Linked DNA regions of Mus musculus: region 2 is linked to region 1. A link is a contact called in public HiChIP or PLAC-seq data. All regions are on one chromosome and are shown on one strand. The core of a region is the stretch at or near the end of the contact, and the rest is flanking DNA. Distances in the headings are between cores, read along the strand shown.

What was found. HiChIP or PLAC-seq counts read pairs in DNA pulled down with a chosen protein or histone mark.
Region 2: an H3K4me3 HiChIP or PLAC-seq map of stem cell-derived neural progenitor cells shows a contact between it and region 1, with 16 times the contacts expected there. The contact joins the enhancer-like site here to the promoter of N4bp2l2 in region 1. A contact is called at or near these places in 19 of 39 promoter capture datasets (the 3T3-L1 cell line, 3T3-L1-derived adipocytes, the C10 cell line and 11 more), 2 of 15 datasets of contacts at CTCF or cohesin (large pre-B cells and pro-B cells), 14 of 484 Hi-C or Micro-C datasets (the Ba/F3 cell line, the C2C12 cell line, the G1E-ER4 cell line and 7 more) and 7 of 115 datasets of contacts at active chromatin or transcription factors (T-cell acute lymphoblastic leukemia, astrocytes, embryonic forebrain and 4 more).

The regions. Positions count from the first base shown.
Region 1 is chr5:150,664,077-150,667,357 of GRCm38.p6, forward strand. N4bp2l2 (NEDD4 binding protein 2-like 2) reads right to left here and starts at 1,536. Exons shown (of 6, transcript NM_201369.3): 1 at 1,425-1,536.
Region 2 is chr5:151,685,404-151,688,684 of GRCm38.p6, forward strand. No RefSeq gene overlaps it. Among named protein-coding and RNA genes, the nearest start is that of Gm24242, 13 kb to the right of the region's middle. Within about 2 kb of position 1,643, at least 53 of the 459 cell types and tissues checked have an H3K27ac peak or open chromatin away from gene starts, as enhancers often do. A contact at or near this core is called in the C2C12 cell line, the G1E-ER4 cell line, liver and 3 more, where this site is marked.

The DNA.
Region 1 (3,281 bases), core at 286-2,785:
TGTTCACATAGCAACCAGTTGATGTATGACTTTACCCGGCGCCAAGGGGCAATAGACAGAGGGGAGGTTCCAGCCAGATGGTGTCAACTCAGACAAGATAGCCTTGCCTGCGTCCTTGCATTCCTTTTCATCTTTACAGTCAAGAGCCCTGCCCTGGCATCCGGGCTCATAGACAACTCTTTTACATGAATCACAAGTTACAAAATCTCATTTTCCTTCAGTACACTGTACCACAAATACCTTCCTGTTTAAAATCATCATGTCTTTTGTAGTATATACTTTAACTTCCAAACAATTATCTCTCTTTAGCATCCAAATACCAGGTTAACTAAAAACGCAGTCTTTGTGGGGTCTTTTTCTTTTAAGTAGTATAAAAGCAGTTTTCCAATTGAATGTAATAATTTGGAAAAAAAAAAGTTTTGAGTTTTAGTGATGATACAAATTATGCTTAGGGAAAATAATCAGAAAACTTTAAAAATCAAATCATTCATCTTTTCTAGTAGTTTCTCTAACTTGAAAAATACACTTTTTAGGCAGGGTGGTCTATGACTGCAACACTAGCATTTGGCAGGTGTTGAAAGGAGCTCAAGACCAGCCTGGACTACACAGTAAGTTCAAGGTCAGTCTGTATTACCCAAGACCCTGTCAATAAATGTAATTAAAATTACTCTTGACAGGCCGTGGTAGCTCAAACCTGTAATCCTATCAATAGATTTCCAGTCCAGTATGGGTTGGCTACACAAATGGGTTGCAGAGCAGCCTGGTTGGGAGAGACTATGTCTTTTTAAAAAAATCACAACTTCGCTTCTCTTGTCATAGAGGGAGGGGCGTTAAGAAACCAAAAGCGCTCTTTTGGTCACATCTGGCCTGCTCTTGGAATCAAAACCCAAACCCTACAAACGAGAAGAAAGGCGACAAGCCATTAGCAGAGACGAAGGAAGCTCCAACTGCGGAGAAAAGCCAGGTTCCCGGAAAGAGCCCCCACCTCGGCCACATGCTCCCATGTCCTCAATCTAACGTCAAGAGCCAACCAAGCAAGTGCAGCAGGGTGGACCGACGTCGTCAGCGCCCTACCTGCCGGGCCCCCAAGGCCTCCTGACCGGGGGCGGGCTGCCAGGCCAGGGGCGCTCCGGCTTCTCCGTCCCTAAGGAAAACGTCAAGATCCCTTCTAAGAATCCGGGGAGGTCCCGAAGGCTGACAGGCTTCTCTTGGGGCTTCCACGCTCGCAGTGAGGCGAGAGCTGTGTCAAAGCCGGAGGTGCAGGCGCCAGCCGTTCGCTCAGACGAAACCGGAAATACCTCCCTCACCTCCACCGGGACCCATCGCTCTGTAAGCACTTCCACCATCTTCCTCTCCAAGCCCTCCCCCACCCCACTCCACCCCCTCCAAAAAAAAAAAAAAAGAACTTCCGCGAACACACGAACCTCCGGGAAGACGAGAGACCGTCCAAAACGTAGCTATTAAACGGAGCTGGAAAGAGACGCGAGGCTGGAGCAGTTTCATACGCAAGATGGCCGCCACCTCTAGGATTACCCATGCAGCACCGCGGGCTCACGCCCGGCATTATGGGGATTGAAGTCCGGCGTCCCGCAGTCCTCGTTTACCTCAAGGCACCGAAACTCAGTGTTCCAGAGTCCATTGCAAGACTTACAAGCTATTTTGGCCACCAACGTAGACTCAGTCTTGTTCCCCGCCCTGTAGTGGGGGGAAGTTTCTTAAAGAAACATCACCTTTATCTATAAAGGCAGCGACGTCCTCTGGGGTTCACGACTCAAAAAGAACAAGAGTGCTTGGCGCCCCCAGGTGGATGGACGCGCAAGCCTCTGTGGTGAGTGAACAGTTTTCAGGCTTTTCAGGAGACAAAAGAATCAGCCTAGGCTTCAAAGGGGAAAACATTTTGTGTAACAGAACTCAGTTGCTATGGTTTCTCAGAAACACCATTTAGTATAATTTTAAGCTTCTGAACAACTGTGGCAAAATAGAGTGCCTGCACCTCAGAACCCCATAACAGATGACTCTTGGGGAGAAGAAATTATAAAGTATCTTACTTCCAGATATAGGAAAACTGCTATATAAATATGTATTGAATTAAAACTAAATACCAACCAAATGACTAGCTCCAGTTAAAGGTCTTTTTTTTTCTCCTTTCCATTTCTATTAGCCTGTCGTCCTCTCCACCCCTTGTTTCGTTTGGGCCCGCACAAGAAGATCGGCCATCTCAGCATATTTGAATAAGTCTTGTCTCCAACACAATAATGTTTTTTTTTTTTTTTTAAAGATTTATTTATTATTTTAAGTACACTGTAGCTGTCTTCAGACACACCAGAAGAGGGAGTCAGATCTTGTTACGGATGGTTGTGAGCCACCATGTGGTTGCTGGGATTTGAACTCTGGACCTTCGGAAGAGCAGTCGGGTGCTCTTACCCTCTGAGCCATCTCACCAGCCCCCACAATAATGTTTTAATTTATAAGTATAATAGATAAAAAGCACAGTGAAGCCGGGCAGTGGTGGAGCACGCCTTTAGTCCCAGCACTTGGGAGGCAGAGGCAGGCAGATTTCTGAGTTCAAGGCCAGCCTGGTCTACAGAGTGAGTTCCAGGACAGCCAGGGCTACACAGAGAAACCCTGTCTCAAACAAAACAAAACAAACTAAAACAAATCACTATTTTATTTTATGTGAGTGTTTTACCTGAGTGTATATATACATATATATACACCTGAGTGTGTGTGTGTAAATATGTATACACACACACTCTCTCTCTCTCTCTCTCTCTCTCTCTTAAGAGTGTTGTGTAAAAGAGAGAAAACCCATTTACTTTATGAAAAGCAGTGTCCTCGTCCCAGTTCTTACCAGTCCCTATTACTACCCTTCTCTTGTGAAGACTCTGGTGGAGTGTTCTAGAATGTAACACCAAATCTATTGTCTATTCTGCACATTGCTCCAGCACCCTCCTATATCCCATTGTCCCACAGCAGCTGGAAACACTGTTCCTTTAACATTCACCACCACCCCCCCACACACACACACAGCTTCAGTCCTGTAGTGGCTATTCCAGGTTGTCAACTTGACTCTATCTAGAATAAACTACAATCCAGAATTGGAAAGCTCTCACCTGTGAGCTAATCTGGAGGCTGGGAGATACAAGTTTCTGACCTGGATTTTGGCATGGAGACCTTGAGGCATAGTGGCTCAGAATTAAAGATTAAGACAGGGAGATCTCTGAGTTCAAGGTCATCCGGGACAAAGCAAGTCCCAGACAGATCCAGGCATGGTGGCACAC
Region 2 (3,281 bases), core at 393-2,892, 1.0 Mb after region 1:
ATAGTTATATCATGTTAGGCGTATTTACAACCTTGTTATTGTTTCATGTGAACATGAGATATTATTTGTGTCAAGTTGACAAGGGGTGGATTGTAGTGGCTATTCCTGGTTGTCAACTTGACAATATTTGGAATGAACTACAATCCGGAATTGGAAGGCTCACCAGTGACCCTTATCTGGAGGCTTGGAGATCCTTATCTGGATCTTGGTTTGAAGATCTTGAGCCATAGTGGCTATGGATTCCAGAAGATTGAATCTCCGAGTTAAGGAACACACCTTTAATCTGGGCTATGCCTTTCATCTGGGATTAAAGGTGTGGTGGAACACACCTTTAATCTGGGCTACACCTTTTGCTGGAGACAATATAAGGACATTGGAAGAAGGGAGTCTAGCTCTTGCTCTTGCTCCTTCGCCTGCTTGCTGCGTGAGACTGAGTAACTGCTAGATCCTTGGACTTCCATTCACAGCTGCGACTGAACCATTGTTGGGAATTGGGCTGCCGACTGTAAGTCATCAATAAATTCCTTTACTATTTAGAAATTATCCATAAGTTCTGTGACTCTAGAGAACCCTGACTAATACACATACACTAGGAAGATTTTGCTGAAAGGACCCAGATATGGCTGTCTCCTGTGAAACTATGCTGGAGCCTGGCAAACACAGAAGTGGATGCTCACAGTCAGCTATTGGATGGATCACAGGGCCCCCAATGGAGGAGCTAGAGAAAGTACCCAAGGAGCTGAAGGGATCTGCAATCCTACAGGTGGAACAACAATATGAACTAACCAATACCCCCCCTCCCCTGGAACTCGTGTCTCTAGCTGCATATGAATCTATATATATGGAGGTAAGAGCGTTAGGTTTCAGAAAAAGACCAACTTGCTGTGGTCTGACAGGAGTCTTGGCATTAATAGCCTTGTGTGACCGTGAACAAGTTATACAAGTTTTTGTGGCCTCATTTTTCCCTTCTTCAAAATGAGGACTATACTGTAACTTAACTATAGAGCAAAACAGGAGTGAGAGGATGGCCCACGTGGTAAATGTATACCTGGGTTCGTAGTTTATGTAGTAATTTACGTATTTTAAACCTCTGTTCTTGCCTAACTCATCATGTTGATACGAGCATAGAAAGATAAAATTCCACGTTGCTTTGCACATAAGAAGCCCTTGATAAATATTTCGTACTCTTTGGTTTCTCTGAGTCACAGCCCTGGCAGTCCTGGAATCCAGCTGGCCTCGAACTCACAGATCTCCGCCTGTCTCTACCTCCCAAGCGGCAGAATTAAAGGAGTGTTCCAGCAAGTTCCTCTCACTGCCTTCTTATTTTTTTACCTTTACTTTCATAGAGCTGCACTTCAAGCACGTGGGAATGTCTGTCAGAAACACTGCCATCTAGTGGTTCATTCGACCTCCTCAGTTTCCTGTTTCAGTCCGTGGCGCCTGAAGGAAAAAAATGTATAAAGCCAACAGGTTTTCCTCCAAACCTTTGCTCCCCACACCCCCCACAACCCCCACCCCCACCCACCCACCCACCCCCGCCTCAAAAAAAGAAAGTGGTATGCCCTATCTTGGAGTTTTCAGTGCTGTGCCCCTTGGAGGAGGAACTTTGAAATGGTGGGTCACTGCTGCCCTCTACTGCCCACCGCAGGCTCAGGAACTGCTTGCAAAGGCCAAGGAGCTGCTCCAGAAACATCAGCTGTGTTTTGTGCAGGGCTTAGTGTGTTTGTATTCGTGTGTAGGCACACATGTGCACACTTAGGGCTGATAATCCATTTACTTTTCTCTTGACTGTGTTGACTTTCAACCATAGGCAATGTTTCCTTAAGCAAAATCAACCTACGTAGTAAAAGATTAACAGAACAGCGACATGAAAGAAAATAGTTAAAGCCGTTCTCGCATTGAGATGGCAGCTGGATCCGGTGTGTCACAGGCAGCTGGGAGGAAAGATTGCCTTAGCTTTCAGCAGTGTGTTGGGTGCTTCTGAGAGAAGCTTCTTGCTTCTATGAAATTTATTTGTTCCTGGACCAGAACAGAAATGGCCACAAACAAATGGAAGAGGTTGGATGTTAATGAAAGAGAAGACAGAATTATATATATGTTACATATATTATATATAAATATATATGTTTATATATATATATACATATATATACCATCATATATTTGACTGCTACCTGTCATGGTCCCATACTCTTGCTTCTTTTTTCAGGTAAGAACATTTGGGTAAAGAATTTCTTAGACTGAGTCTGGAGAGATGGCTCCACAGTAAGAGGACTAAAGTTCCTTTCCTAACATCCACATTTGGGTGGCTTACTACCTGTAACTTTAGTTACAGGGGATCTTATGCCACCTTCTAACCTCTATGGGTATCTTCTAGCCTTTACGGGTAACACACACACACACACACACACACACACGAATAAAAAAATGATAAAATCAAAAACAAAGGCTGGAGAGATGTCTCCATGATCAAGAGTACTGGCTGCTCTTCTGCATGACCTGGGTTTGATTCCCCGAGTATCTGCATGTTAGCTCAGAATCATCTATAACTCCATTCCCAGGGGATCTGAAACCCTGCTCTGGCCTCTGCTTGCAACATTCTTGCATGTAATGCAGAGGCATACATGCAGTCAAAACACCTCTAACCATCAAATATAATGTAAGCAAATAACAAACAAAAAATTAATAATTTCTCAGGCCATAAGTATTGAGGAAATTTCCTAATTTCACCATGAAGTCTTCAGAGTCCTTTACCTAAAATAACCAAGTCACACACATAGAATTCCGTAGTTGCGATAAGGAAGAAGGCAAAGGGCTGGCGAGATATCTCAGTGGGTAAAGGTACTTGCTCCCAACACTGATGACCTTAGTTCAATTCCCAACATGATAAAAGGAAAGATTAACTCCTGTTTGCAAGTTGTCCTCTGGATTCACACACACACACACACACACACACACACACACACAAAACACTATTTTGATAGATGAATTAAAATATTAAAATGTAAAAAGGAGTTGAGCTCATACTTGCATGGACCTCTGTTCTACTTCATTCTTAACCTTTCAGTAAGGGCCCTGGATCTGCACACAGTATCATCTTCACTTCTTCATAAGGCCGCAGTAGGACTTGATGAAGGCAGACCAGGGCTATCTAACAGAACCCAATCCTTGTTCTCCTATTGTGTTAAACCACATTTACTACATTGATGATTTGATTAATTTCTCCTTTCCCTTTGTAGTGATATTTTTTCTAACAATACTTCTTTTTCTTCTTTTTTTAT